2 separate regions of the Mus musculus genome follow, and region 1 is linked to region 2. The links are chromatin contacts, called in public Hi-C maps. All regions are on one chromosome and are shown on one strand. The core of a region is the stretch at or near the end of the contact, and the rest is flanking DNA. Distances in the headings are between cores, read along the strand shown. Region 1 has its middle 14 kb from the start of Gm34964. Region 2 holds the start of Ppfia1 (protein tyrosine phosphatase, receptor type, f polypeptide (PTPRF), interacting protein (liprin), alpha 1).

Region 1 (7,311 bases), core at 3,435-5,934, 220 kb after region 2:
CTGAGCGGAGCTCTGTACTTTACCCACTGTGATGAGGCTGGGACAAGGGGCTCCTGGCCGGCCCCACGGAGCTGGAGTTGGACAGGACCATATCCCCTCTGAGTCGGGGAGTTCAGGAAGGGATGGGCTGCAGCTGTGCCTGCAGGTAACCAGCTGTGAGGGCAGCCTCAGGTGCAGCCCATGAGGAGGCGCGGTTCTCACCTTCTGCACCTGTCCCCTAGACCGCTTCTCTCTTCAGTCCCTGTCTGTCTCTCCTGATTCTATGGGGCCTACCACCTGGATTACCACCAAACCTCCAGCTCATGGGGTGGCCAGCCCCTGCCATGCTTGCTGTCATCAGAGACCAGGGGACAGCCGTGGGAGTGTGTGAAACGCTGGCCTTAGGTCAACACGAAGCTGCAGCTAATAGAGCAGCTAGGGGAGGGACCCTTCAGCCCTGGAGAGTTGGCTTCCCTCTCCCATAACCTGGCATTGTCACACGAATCCCAATACCTCTGCGTGTCTGGGAACATGGAGAGCATAAGCTAAGCTCCCAGACAGTATACAGACTCAGAACTTGGCTGCTGCCCTGGCCTTAGGTTGCACCTCAGCACTTCTGGCCCAGCACATGACTCCACAGGCTGTCATCCATGACAGCCCAACAGCCATGAGGCTCTACACTCAGGGGATAAAGGCACCTCAACTACTTAATGATGTGACCTCAGTGCTTCTTGCCTGGACACTTTGGATGACAGATGCTCAGGATCAGGGTGAAGGCTGGGCTTGAACATAATGACTTGTGTGTGGCTCTGTTCTAGTGAGAAACTGCTGTCTTGGGAGACAGACCAGAGTATGGGAGAGAGCCGAGCAGGGGACTGTCAGAAAGTCAGGCCCCAATACTTGAACAATACCCGGAGGGACCTCTAGCTCCTCCAGAGACACTGTCACTCACTGCTCAGTCATCTTGGGAGACCCTGACTGGTCACCTAGCATGCAAGCCCAAGGCAACAATGCCTCTGCCTCAGAGAGAAGGGGTCTGGGCTTAGAGAATGAGAATCAATGTCTTAGGCAGTGGGAGCAGAAGAGAAAGGGCACCCGGGGGTGGGGTAAAAGATGGATAGGCATCCTTCTGATAGTCCTGCCTGCCTTCTTCCAGGTGAATGTGTGAGGAACCTCATGGGAGATCACCACTGTGGGAGGACTCCTGTGGTAGAGCACAACTGTGGGAGGATTCCTGTGGTAGTACACCACTGTGAGGTGATCCCATGGCAGTTCTGAAAGTCAGAGGTCAAGGTCATGATGTAGTTAAGAACCGGCTGGCCTGAAAGGGTCTGCCCAGGTCTAGCCTGACTCCATAGTGGCAGAGATCCTATCATCAAGTCTGTCTATCTGTCTGTTTTCCCCTTCTAGGGGACCAGCAACCCTGTGTGCTGTGACATCCTGATGATGGTCCTGTTCTGGGATGTTGGGGCCTAGGACTGAACCATGAGAACCCAGTGTTCTAATGTGCTTTCTGTTTCTGTGACAAACACTGTGGCTGAGAATGACTGAGGAGGAAAGGGTTTATCTGGCTTACAGGCCCCAGGCCATCACTGAGGAACGTGAAGGCAGGAACAGAGGCAAGGCCTGAAGCCAAGGCCATTGGTGGATGCTGCTTACTGGCTTGTGCCTCCTAGTCTGCTCGACCTGCTTTCTTATACTCAGGGCCACCTGCCTAGGGATGGTGTCATCCACAGTAGGCTGGGCCCTCACACATCAATCATTAATCAAGAAAATGTCTCACAGGCCATTCTGATGGGAGCAATTCCTCAGTTGAGGCCCCCTCTTCCCAAGTGACTGGAGTTTGCGTTAAGTTGACAAAAACTAAGCAGCTCACTGGGGAAGGAGCAGGACTCGGACTGTGACACCTACTGAGTCTCTCTTAGGATGAATGGGAGCTCAGGCTCTGAGAACTGGCCTCTCTCATCCCAACCCTGCCTTGAACTGGACCTGGACACTTGGTTCTTGGCTATTGAGAACAACAGTTTCCGTGGCCTCCTGGAGCTGTCTTACAGGTGCCTGGAAGATGCCAGGTCCTTTGGGGCACTAGGCCAGGTGCTTGCTTAGAAGAGGTAGGCTGGGGACAGGCCATTAGCGGTACCTTCTACCTGCCCAGTTGCCACTCAGTCTCCCACAGGCAATTCCCAGAAGCCTCAGCCTTTGGGCTTTTCCAGTGTCCATAGTTCTAGGAACCAACTCAAGGACACTATTCCCCAAGGGACTCTGGGCTAAGTTGTCCCTTCCTCTTCCTAGTGTTTGGTCAGGTGCAGCCCTGCCTAGAGGCTCTGGAGTCAGAGCCAGCCCAGCCCTGTCACACTGAGGAACTGGGCCCTGCCTGCCCCAAAGGTCCCTGAACCACTCGAAGGAAGACAGCAATGTCAGAAGATTAGAAGGACACTTTGCAGGACCGTCCACCAGACACATGGCTTGAGTGTCTCACCAAGGCTCCGTGTGGAAACCTCAGCCCCATACCGTGTTAATAGAGGGCTGGCTGGGAACTCTAGACACTAGTAAGTGCTGAGAGCTTTGTGGGGTGTCTGGCCCTCCCTCCAGGTGATGCTGAGCCCCCACAGGACCCTGAAGACTATGTGATTGTCAAGTGGCCCTCACACAGGTGACCTGGCCCTCAGGATGAAGAGAGTTTTGTTCTTTATGAACACCAGACTCAGGTAGTCTGCTGAACTGACAGGAAGCACTGAAGAGACTTTTACCAAGAGCTGGCTTTCCACAAGAGAGGTCATCTGAGTCCCCCTCTGGTACCACTTCCTGTTACACTTGCTTCTCTGTGTTCCCAGCACACCAGAAGTCTCTATCCCCAGGGTTTTGTCTACACTGTCCTCTTCTCCATCCCAGAACTCCCTGGTGGCAGCCCTGTTGGGACTCCCTGGATGTCCCCCACCCACTTGTGGTGGGGACAGTGCTGGCCCTCTGCCTGATGCTGTTTCCCTTAGTGTGTCAGCCTTCCTCCTGGGCTGCAGGATCAGTGAGAGCTGTGGGAACCCTGGCTCCGGCCCCTCAGCCAAGTGACTCGGGGACATAAACCACAAGCAGGACAGGTCTGTCCCAACCCTCAGTCTAGATGAATACTGGGGAACTGCATTCATCACCGTAGAATTGAATCCCTCCCAGACCTGGAGGCCAAAGGGCACCAGTCTCCCAGAAATGGGTGCCTGAGGCCACAGTTCTAGTGGCCCTGGGCATAGAGGTTTCCAGAGAGGGACTTCATTCCTGACCCTGTCCTTGAAACAAAGGTTCTGTCTAATGTCCGTTGGCTGCAGGATCCACACGGCCCCAAATGCAACATTGGACTCTGCAGCCACCTAGAGCCGTGCCTCCCTTCAAGACTCTTCTGGATCTAGGGCCATTTCCACTCCCAGACTGAGCTTGCCTCTTCTTTTTCTCTCTGGACACTGGGCTTTATTCCTTGAAGGACAAATAGGTCATTTGATATTTGACAGACAGTGACAACCAGAGACCCTGAAAAGCCAAGGTACTATGAGGACCGAAGTGCCGGGTCTTCCTTATCCAGAGAGTTAGGATGAGCGGGGGACTACAGCAAGTCCCTCTCTGCATGTCTTAGGGTATGCAGGCCACCATTACTGGCATCCTGCCTCCAAAACACTGTTTATACTGACAATGGTGGCCTTCAAATGCCCCCCACACACACACACCTTCCCTCAACCAAGATTTAGAAGGGCCACGCCTCTGAGCTTCTACTGACCTCACAGAACCTGTTGCTTCAAGGAGGGGCAGGTTTGAGCATAGGTGCTGGGAGGGGCAAGCTCAAACCCTGTAGCCAGGGCAGCCATAGGCCCCCAGAGCTGCAACTCTGAGGCACAGGGTGAGGAAAGGAGAGTGTGAGCCCTGCCTTCCTGGGGAATGTGAGTCCGTAAGAGCAACTGAAGAAAATCTGTGGGAGCTGGCTGCCAAGATGGACTCCAGGAGGGCAGACCCAGAGAGGGAGGAGTTATCCAGGAAGAAGCAGCTGAGTCCGAAGGGAGGACTCACTGCAGGGGAGGACACAGGCGAAGAGGACTCACCCTGAGACGGACTCACTCTAGGAGAGAGGGTCCTGTGCAGGAGGAAGTACTCATTCTAGGGGAGAACCTGGGGGAAGGACTCACCCTGAGAAGGATTCACTCCAGGAGAGAGAGTCCTGTGTTAAGAGGGAGGCTTCATCCGGGGGAGGAAGATCATGGTGAAGAAGATAGATACAACCAGGAAGGGGAACCAACCTGCTGACCTTCACCTCAGCAGGGAGGGGATGCTGCCCGGGCAGCCTGGTGATGACACTGAGGGCCTGTCCAAGAGTCCTGGAGGAGTGTGTGCACAAGGAGCTATACTGCAAACCTGTGAGCCAGCATGAGTGTACATTGGGAGAAGGTGTGTGCTCACGCCAGAGCATGTAGAAAGGCAGGCTAGGAGGCCAGTCAGACACCCAGGGGGCCTGAACGCCACAGCACAGAGCCTCTGATATCTTTGCTGTGGTTTGAGCAGACACAGTCCCTGTGGCCAGGATGTTGTGGGGTCCCTTCTGGAGTTTTTGAGAACTAGGGAAGGGGCTGAGAACTGCCTGGCGGGCTCTGGGGAGTTGGCCTCTGGACTCTAGGCGGTGAGAAGACAGCTAGGTCCCCAGGGAAGCCAATGTGAGGGCCTGTGCTGCCCCCTGGTGGTGAAGCATGCCTATTCCATGCAGCTGCCCGTCAGGGACTGTTGGGTAAGTATTAAAGGGTATTAAAGGTGAGGCCTTCCTAGTGGGGTTTTGTGACCTGGGACAATAGTACAGGTCATCCCCCACTGAGGCAGGGCCTCTGCCTGGTCACAGTTTGTCCTGGTCACTTGCTAGATTTTAATCCATCCCTCCACTATGTCCTACAATTCTCCTCTTTACAGTTTAAAAGAAACTGTGACCCATGCAGGGCTGTCCCTAACATCCAGCATCCAAGAGCCACCCCATTCTTAAGCCACTTCTTGCAGTGCTTTATGCCCTGGGGGACCAGGAACCTCCTCTGGGGGTGAGGGGAAATGTGGAGGAGCCTGGGAAGGAACAGGGGCCACCAACTCCATTCAGCCTTCCTCTCCACAGAGAACATTATGCCTCTGGTACCACCAGAAGCCAAAATATATGATCTGCTTTGAAACACTGTGTGGAAGTAAGGCAAGAGCTGAGGACGAGGAAGTGTGGGCTCCCAGAAGAAGACAGCTCAGTGTAGGTAGGGTGGAACCTGGCTGGTGAACACTGGTCTTTTTAAAGACCAAAGAAAGACAGAAAGTGATGTAAGAGGAAGGCATGTCTAAGAGACAGTGCCAGCAAGGGTCATCGGAAGGCACCTCTGACTTTTAAGCTTGGACCAGCTGAAAAAAAATTCTAGGGCAAGTGTGGAAGCTCACATCAGAGGCAGGGAATCTCTGTGTGTTTAAGACTAGCCCTGTCTACAAAAGTGGATTATAGGTTCAGTTAGACTTTGTCTTATTTTTAAAAAAAGAAGAAGAAGAAGGAGAAGAAGAAGAAGAAGAAGGAGAAGGAGAAGGAGAAGGAGAAGGAGAAGGAGAAGGAGAAGGAGAAGGAGAAGGAGAAGGAGAAGGAGAAGGAGAAGAAGAAGAAGAAGAAGAAGAAGAAGAAGAAGAAGAAGAAGAAGAAGAAGAAGAAGAAGAAGAAGAAGAAGAAAAGGAGAAAGAGAGGAGAGAGAGAGAGAGGCATTTCAAGCAAATAGGCGCCCTGGGGAAGAAAAGAACCTGGCATATATTTATAAGGCATTTTTCTAAGAGCCCCCAGTGGAGTTGAGGATGTAGCATAGTTGTAGAATGTTCGCCTAGCATTCACAAAGTCCTGGGTTCAATTCTCAGCATTACACAAAGCAGGGATGGTGACATGGGCCGGTCATCCCATCACTTGGGAGGTAGAGGCAGGAGGGTCAGCTTGAGCTGCGTGCGTAGCAAGTTTAAGGCCATCCTGGACTTATGAGACCCAGAGCATGCAGAGGCCCAGGAGCGAGTGGGCTGGAGCAAGAGGGAGAAGGGAAGGGGGTGGGGGTGGGGGAAAGATCCAGATTCAGAGAAAGAGAAAAATGATGGGGAGGGTATGTGCTAGGGTAGAACCATAGATAGGTGACCCAGGGGGTTGAATGGAGGGAGATGGAGAATGGAGAGGATCTGACCTTGGGGCTGAGAGTCTCTGGAGTGCCACTGAGCATGACTGGATCTGGGTGGGGTGAGGTTCATGAATCATTTTTATTTGACTTTGCTGAAGTCCACCTCCCACTGAAATTCTCAAAAGAAACCACCATTTGCTCCTGAGGTCTGACACTTGACAGCCCCTGGCTGAGCTCATTCTGCTGGAACCAGTTTCTAAGATACTGGTATTTCAGCCAGCAAAACGGTTACTCTGGTAAAAGTGCTTGTGGCCAAGACTAACGTCCTGAATTCAGTCCCCGAACCCACAAGGTGGAGAAAGAGAAGTATTTCCTGCCAGCTGTCCTCTGGCTTCCACACTCACACGCCACTCACTCTCATACACACCACACACTCACACACACACACACACACACACACACACTCACACACACATCACACACTCTCACATGTACTCATTCAAACACACTCATACAGACTCACATGCTCACACACCCCACACATACTCATTCACATATGCATACTTACATTCACACTCTTACTCACATGCACACTTGCTCCCACAGACTCATGCTCTCTCTCTTTCTCTCTCTCTCTCTTACACACACACACACATTTTTTTAATGAGGCTGGAGAGATGGCTCAGCAGCTAACAACTCACACTGCTCCTGCAGAGGACCTGAATCTGGTTCCCAGTACCCACATAAAGCAGTTCGCCAACTGCCTTTAAGTTTAACAACTCAGGGCCTAATGACTTTGTCTGGCCTCCTCAGGCACCTACAAGCTGTGCATACATACACATAAAATAAAATAAATATTTTAAGTAAAAACAAACAAACAAAATATACTGCTATTTTTAAAGTGGTTTAGCACCATGTTAAAATGCAGTTTTGCTGTGCCTCTGGTACTTGAGCTCAGCCCTCACGTCTCTGCCCATCCCCAGCCAGCCATGCTCCCTAGTATAGCAGAGATGGGGCTAACTGCTTCACACACCCTGGCTGTTCCTGCCCTGCACTGGCCCTGGCGTCTCGATGGCTCCTTCCCTCTCTTCACACCACTAAACCTTCTGTCAGGGCTAGGCCAGGTTTGGGGAGGCACCATGGGCTGAGCTCAGGTTGTGGAAGACTTGAGAACTGAGGCCACATCAATGTCCCCAGGAAA
Region 2 (7,364 bases), core at 1,681-4,180:
GAGAGCTGGCTGAGGCACACACTTGTGGCCTGTGCAGTCCTCATGCATGCTCCAATGTAAGTACACTGACTGAACATACATGCCCATCTGGTCACATTTTTAGCTACCAGAGGACCCTGATTCCAGGAAGTGAATTATCTAGAACAAGTTTACTCTGTGACACTAGACTCGGGTCAGATATGATGTAACTGTGGACACAAGCATGTCCTACATTTGATGAGGCACTGCAGAGCAGCAAGCCAGCACAACCTAGCAACAGGTGAGACAGTTCTCACTGCCTGAAACTCACTACCCACAACACCCACCAGCTCTGCCTCCCCTGTGCCTGTTCTTTCCAAAAACCTCAATGTTGACCAGCCACTGATGCAGAGTTGAGCTGCAACAAACCCAAGTGTAGAGTAGAGCAAGTAGGACTCATGACCTCCTGAAAGCCTCTTGAGTATGAGGCAACGGAATCTGACCTAATTAACCTGCTCATTCCTAAGACTCCAGGAAGAAAAGACAACTCTCTAGTCACCAAACAAAACCCCTCAGCACACAACACTAACACCAAATTACTGTTTCTAAAAAGGACATTCAAACATTTAGTCCCATCTCATAGAACTGACTTTACAGCTGAGAGATGCATCAAGGCACTCATTACTGACTTGCTAACTGATATCTGCAGACACACCACAAGAGCGTAAGTGCAGATTCCTTGAGCACCAAGGAGACGCCCATCATGAACCAGTAAAGTGGGCTGTCAGCAGGAATCTAAGCAACCCCTGCTCCACATGCCTGCCTCTCACCTTGGGCTTTGCTGGCTATACTGCCTTCTCCTTCCTATACCACTTAACTCCAAAAGAGGAGGCTCTAGCATACCAATCTAAATGTGATACTAAGGACACAGTAGGTATTTCAAGCTCTGAAAGTCTCATCTGCCTGGGAAGAGGAGCCTCAGGATTCAATTTTCAATCCTTTCTCCCCTGAAACAAAGTTTAGTTACAGCTCACAGATGTTCTGGAGAAAGCCTGTATAAATTTTTCCCATGAAATGAGTTCTATTTATCCACAAGATTTCCCTAGGAAATTGGAAGTCCACAAGACATAAACCAGGGATAAGATAAAAAAACCCTGAGATCCACTCCTCACAGATCCACAGCAGACAAGGACAAGTTTAAGACAGAATGGGACACTCAACACAGCTCAACTGCTTCATAGCCCCCTGTCAAAAACATTTAAGTGCTTTCCTAAATCTAGGCAGTTTCCCAAAGAGGTATGACAGTGGAGTGGTGTGGTCACATGGCTTTGGTGGATCCCCATTTTTTCCCCTAAATTGAATTCCTGAGAATTTTACCAGTGCTCAGAAAACATCAGAACCATCACTTCCCAAGTGGTTACACAAAGCAGCCAGCAAGCTAATACACTAACAAGACAGTCCTGCAGACATTTAAAGGCAGAAACCTTCCTTGATTTCAGTTTGATGGGCATACCTGTGGAAGTGCAGTATTGAGCTGCCTCTGCAAAGAATCTCTTTCATGACCAACTTCATGCAACTTCCCCTGGGTTAATGCCAGTGTTTCTTGTGTCTCTCTTAGTGTGTCCAGAAGGCGGTCCCGTTCTTCCAACATGGAAACCATGAGCTGCTCAAAATGCGAATCAGCATCTGGCTGTGAAGGGGAGCCTGACCCATGGCTCCCACCTCCTCCTGGAGGGCCTTCTGCTTCACTAATGGTCGGCATCACCTCGCACATCATCTTGAAAAAGGAACGGTACAGACCACAATCAGTAGGTGCAGAACAAGAGTTTCCACAAACCTGCAGCTTTCTGAGCACCACCTGTGGCTAATGAGAAAAAGGCTGACAGCCCCAGAGCTATCCGTGACGATCATCCACTCTGGATGCACACACTCTGGGAAGTAGCATGCACAGGTCAATATAATGAGCAGATTGGGGGAGACAGTCCTGGGAGCAAGAGGAGCTGGGATGCTCACCTCCAACCAGTGGGGGTCTGTTTAAAATCCACATTTAACAGCTGAAGACAGTTTCCTCAGGAAGAGAGATTCCAAACAGTCCCTCAACCACAGAAGAAGACTGGAAACTGACAAAACACCAGCACTATGGACCCAAGCATCCTCCAGGAATGTGTGCAGTCAGCTCCTGGGAAGGACTAGCAGGCACCCTGACTTGTGGGGCTGGATATTTGGTGATCAGCGGAAAAAGCAACTGGATTGGCTTTTTAAAGTCTGGACAGAAGTGTTTAGCAAAGGCCTGCTGCTGTGTAACGGTTGGTCAGCCAACCCAACTTACATAAGTTCACAGTCAAAGACAGGGGAAAAGAACAGAAAGAGAAAATATACCCACACTGGGAATCTAGGAAGTCGGGACAACAGGGCTAGGTTAAAAAAAAAAAAAAAAGGAGGAGGAGGAGGAAAAGGTGAGATGGAACTAGAGATTGCATGCTGTCAGGGCACAGGGTGGAGGATGAAGCAGAAGGCGCTGCAGGTGCATCTGAGCAGCACCCGCTGCCCCGGCCTGGCTCAGCTGACCCCACAGCCTCACTGCCCCCAACCTCACTTACTCTGGCCAGTCTAAGCGAACTCGGACCTAACTGCTATCAACCCGTTTTGCCAGGCTAGCCGCAACTCTGCTGGCTCTGCTGACCCCCGCACACTGACCCTGCCGACCCGGCCCCACCGACCCTGGCCCGCCACCCAGCGCGGCCCGCTCCACCCGCCCTCACCTTGGCCGGCGGGCGCGGCTCCGGGGCTATGAAGCGGCCTTCGGGCGGCGGCCGGCTGCGGGCCGACCCACGCAGCCCCGCGGCTGCGTCCTCGCCCGGCCCCCGGGCCCGCCGCCCCGCTCGTCACGAAGGCCGGCCCGCCGCCGCGGGACACTAGCGAGCGCAGAGAACCGGGCCCGGCGCGTCGCCGGCGTCAACGTGCCCGACGTCCGGCGCGTCGGCGCGAGCGTCAGCACCGCCCCCCGCGGGAGAGGTTGGCCGCGGGGCCGTGCGCATGCGCTAGATCCGCGGTAGTGGGCGGGCGGTCTATCGGGAGATCCAATTGGCTAGTCCTCGCTTTAGCCCCGCCCCCGGCAGGCCAACCCCCTGCGGAGACAGGGCGACCGTGGAAACACCGGTAAAGATCTCTGGCAGGTGTGCGCAGCTCGCAGTCCTGCTTCCGTGCTCTCACGCCAGTGTGTGTGTGTTGACGTCACCCAAACGCCGACGTCACCTGAGCACTCGCCCCCCCCCTCAAAACCCAAGACCTCTGGGGAGTCCCGCCGGACCACCTGCAAAACCGGAAAGTGCTGACAGGTCGGGCAAGGTACCTTCTACCTCTATGCCTACCCTTCAGAAGTCTGAGGCAGGAGAATTACAGCAAGGTGGAGACTCTGCCTGTAAAATACAAACAAAGGCTACTGCCATCAACCCTGACGACTGAGTTCGAACCCTAGGACCCAGAAGACCTGCAGTAGATCCTCGGAACCTACATAGTCCTGAATGTTGTCCTCTGACCTGCACACATGTATCGTGTGGGTGCATACATGTGCTCACATTCACACGCGCACACACAACAACAACAAAATGTAAGGGCTCAGTCACTCTTGCAAGTATTAGAACCTAAGTTCCATTTCCCAGACTCCACGTAAAAATAAAAAGCTAGCTGGCCTTGGTGCTACACGCCTTTATTCCCAGCACCCAGGCAGATCTCTGGGTTCAAGCTAGCCTTGTCTACATAGTGAGTTTCAGGACAGCCAGGAGTACATACTGAGACCTTGTTTTAAAACTTTTTTTTTTAATTAACGCCAATAAAATAGTCCAGAAACCAAAGCAAAATGATCATCAACCATAACTGAAAAGCCAATAAAACTTTCCAAAGGCCAAGGCAAGAATACTGTCGACTAGTATAGGCTACATAGAGAGCCAGGACAGTCAGGGTTACATGGGCAGATTCCTGTTTCAAGAAGTCAGTAATTAATTACAAAGTCAAGTTACAAGTATAACCAAGCACAATAGTGCCCACCTGAAATCCTAGCACTCAGAAAGCAGAGGCAGGCAGGCAGATCTCTGAGTTTTGCCCGATCTATATAATGAGACCTTTTTCCACAAAACAAGTCAGAATGTAAATAGAAGCAGCAAAGTCTTTAAGGACTATCAGCCACTGCACACAAGTTCTCAGTTGCCTTGATCTCAGGTTTGGATTTGAGGAAATGCTCAAGCCAGACGTGGTGGCGCACGCCTTTAATCTCAGCACTGGGGAGGCAGAGGCAGGCGGATTTCTGTGTTCGAGGCCAGCCTGGTCTTCAAAGTGAGTTCCAGGACAGCCAAGGCTATATAGAGAAACCCTGTCTCAAAAAACAAAAACAAAAACAAAAACAAAATGCTCATGTCTCCCCAGAGGTTCCTGCCAATACAGCCATCTCCTAAGAAACTGATCCAGGACCAAACACAGCTCAACAGGGCATACTGTACTGGGTCCTCTTCCACAGTCAGCACATGTATGAAGCTGGCATGGCAGAAAGCTAAAGAAAACAATGCTTCTCCAGCAAGTTTCACCACAAGCTAAGAAGCTGAGCTGCCCTTAGCAAGCAGTGCATGCTTTGCAAGATGTGTGAATGGGGAGGTGTAACCACCCTTAGCAACAGTGCATGCTTTGCAAGATGTGTGAATGGGGAGGTGTATCCGCAGAGAGATGTCATCCTGCTGGTCCCTAATGCTCAGAGCTCTTCCCCAGCTTTCTGCCTGTGGAAATCCCAGCTCCCGCTGATTGGCACCTATTCTTGCAGACCATAAATCAGCAGAGATGGATGTGAAGAACAGAAGCTACAGGACCATTGTCCCTCTGGATCGCAGAGACATGGCTAACACTCACAGTGGTTTAGTTTTTTTAATCCCATTTGTCCATGTCTCTGTGTCTGTGTATGTCTACACATGTGTATACTACAACATACATGTAAAGGCAGGAGGACAACATGCAGGAAACATTTCCATCTTTCTATCATGTGGGTCCCAAGGATTAAACTTTGGTCATTAGCCTTGGTAACAAGTGCCTTTACCTGCTGAGCCTTCTCACTGGTCCGAATTTTATTTATTTTAGAGGCGAGGGCCCTTTGAGACAGGCTAATGTGCAACTTTCCACACACTTGTCTCGACCTCCCACGTGCTGGGATGACAGATGTGTGCTATCATGCATGGCGTTGTCAGCCCCCTCTTTTTTTTTTTTTTTTTTGGAGACAGGGTTTCTCTGTGTAATTTCATGTGCTTGAGTGTCTGTCTGTCTGTCCGTAAATATATATGCACTGGAGTTACGTATAGTTGCAAGCCGCCATGCAGGTGTGGGTAATGGAAATGGACAAAGTCCTCTGCTAGAGCTCCAAGCGCTCTTAACCACTAAACCATCTCTCCAGTCCCATCCAAGCACCACACCTTTTTTGAGAAGAGGTATCAAGTGTCCTAAACTAGCTACAAAGTAGCAGAGGCTAGCTTTGAACTCCTCCTGATAAATGTCACAAGCATGTGAAGATAACCACTCACCACCACACCTGTTGCATGGCTTCTCAGTCCCAGGCTGAGGAGTTAGGTTCTAGGAGCTCCTGAAACAAAAAGGCAGTGGACCTGAGCGTCTTCAGTCCTCAGGCAGTTCCTCCTGCCTGGGCTAGACTTTATTGAAACCTTGCTCACGGGCAAGTCTGTTCTTCCTTGCTGGGAATGTGGTCTGTTTGGGTTGATCTGGAAACACAGATATCTCTAGATGGAGTGATAACAAAAACAATTTGGGGCTAAAGAGGCCACTCAGTAAAGGGCTTGCTGGGCAAGGCTGAGGACATGAGCTTCTTCCAAAAACAAAACAGAATGAAGACAAAATAAAAATCAAAACAAACAAACAAACCTGGGTTTGGCCGAGCAACTATGTAATCCCAGCCTGAGGCAGTAAAGACACTGGGATCCCTGGGGCAAACCAGAGAACAAGGTGCCAGGCCTTCCTCAGGATGACACCTACACAAGTGTCTACACACATAAAAGTCACATTTGCAAAGCCTCATCCCAAGAGCCCTGCACCCTTGAAATCCCATTATCCCCAACTTCATACTATGTTCTCCTGGCCACTCCTCTATCCCCCAGTGAGTGAGGATTGATGTCAGTCAGCTAGAGCCTTGCTCTCCTTTGCCCCGTAGCCTAGGAGTTGGTCTGGGCATCTGCTTCTCATCAGTGAGATGTAAGGTAAACTACACAGAGTATTCTGGAGTATGTCTTTCCTGATAAAGGGTAGTAGTGCAAAAGTCCCTTCCCTCCTCCTTTGGGACAGGCTCTGGAAGGCTATTCTGTGGCAGCCATTTTGAGAGCACAAAAGAAAAATACTGTTGCTTTGCCTTCATCCCTCACTGCCCTAATTGTACTTGTCCTTGAGGTGCTACAAGAGCCCCCAGTGTCCTGTCAGTGGACGATGCTGTCACACCCCCTCCCCCGCCACATTGATCTATCTCTCTCCTTCCTTCCTTTTGCTCTTATTTTGTGAGAACTTGAAGGTGAAGCCCTGCATTCAAGGCTCACACTATTCCAACTCCCAGGCCTGGAAGTTGGCTGTTGAGTTTATCCCCCACAACTCCTATCCTAGGCCAAAGGATAAAAATTCACTCACTCTCTGCAAGCATTTCTTGTTATCGGCCTCGCACTTCTGAGAGGAGAAAATAGCCCAGATCAGAAATCAGTAACAGTATCTCTGGCTGTCCATTCAGAAAATTCCTTTCCACTGTCTCTCAGGAAATTTCCCACTCCCCCACCCCCACCCCCCTTTTTTTTCTGGTCCAAATAGCAAGAAAAGTCAAGCAAGAAACTGAGAAATTAAGGAAAACACCACTGCATTTTTTTCAGGAGAATTAAAACTAATAATTTATATTGAGGTCTGGGTAAAGGAGCTTGCCACCAAACCTGAGTACCCGAGTTTGATCCCTGGGATCCACTTACTAGAAAGAGAGAACTGACTCCCACTCTGATCTCACAGGCCCACTGTGGCATTTCACCCTGCACACATACACACAAGAGATAAATACAGGGCTGGAGAGATGGGTCAGCAGATAAGAGCACTGACTGCTCTTCTGAAGGTCCTGAGTTCAAATTCCAGCAATCAGATAGTGGCTCACAACCATCCATCGGACGACCTCCTCTGGTGTGTCTGAAGACAGCTACAGTGTACTTAGATATAATAATAAATACATCTTTGGACCGGAGTGAACGAGGCCAACAGTAGTGAGTGGGACTGGAGCGAGCAGAGGTACTGAGTTCAATTCCCAGCAACCATATGATGGCTCATAACCATCTGTACAGCAACAGTGTACTCATATACATAAAATAAATAGATAAGTCTTTAAAAGAAAAAAAGAG

What was found. Hi-C and Micro-C count contacts between places; a contact is called where the count stands out from the background.
Region 1: a contact with region 2 is called in a Hi-C map of uterus, with 2.6 times the contacts expected there. The contact joins the enhancer-like site here to the promoter of Ppfia1 in region 2. A contact is called at or near these places in 9 of 39 promoter capture datasets (the C10 cell line, the HPC-7 cell line, cranial neural crest and 5 more), 1 of 484 Hi-C or Micro-C datasets (uterus) and 7 of 115 datasets of contacts at active chromatin or transcription factors (differentiating embryonic stem cells, embryonic basal ganglia, embryonic forebrain and 4 more).

What each region holds. Positions count from the first base shown.
Region 1 is chr7:144,771,582-144,778,892 of GRCm38.p6, forward strand. No RefSeq gene overlaps it. Among named protein-coding and RNA genes, the nearest start is that of Gm34964, 14 kb to the right of the region's middle. Within about 2 kb of position 4,685, at least 30 of the 459 cell types and tissues checked have an H3K27ac peak or open chromatin away from gene starts, as enhancers often do. A contact at or near this core is called in pre-B cells and uterus, where this site is marked.
Region 2 is chr7:144,550,799-144,558,162 of GRCm38.p6, forward strand. It overlaps Ppfia1 (protein tyrosine phosphatase, receptor type, f polypeptide (PTPRF), interacting protein (liprin), alpha 1), which reads right to left and starts at 2,931. Exons shown (of 32, transcript NM_001195086.1): 1 at 2,721-2,931; 2 at 1,472-1,735. The coding sequence starts at 1,735. It also overlaps the pseudogene Gm35626.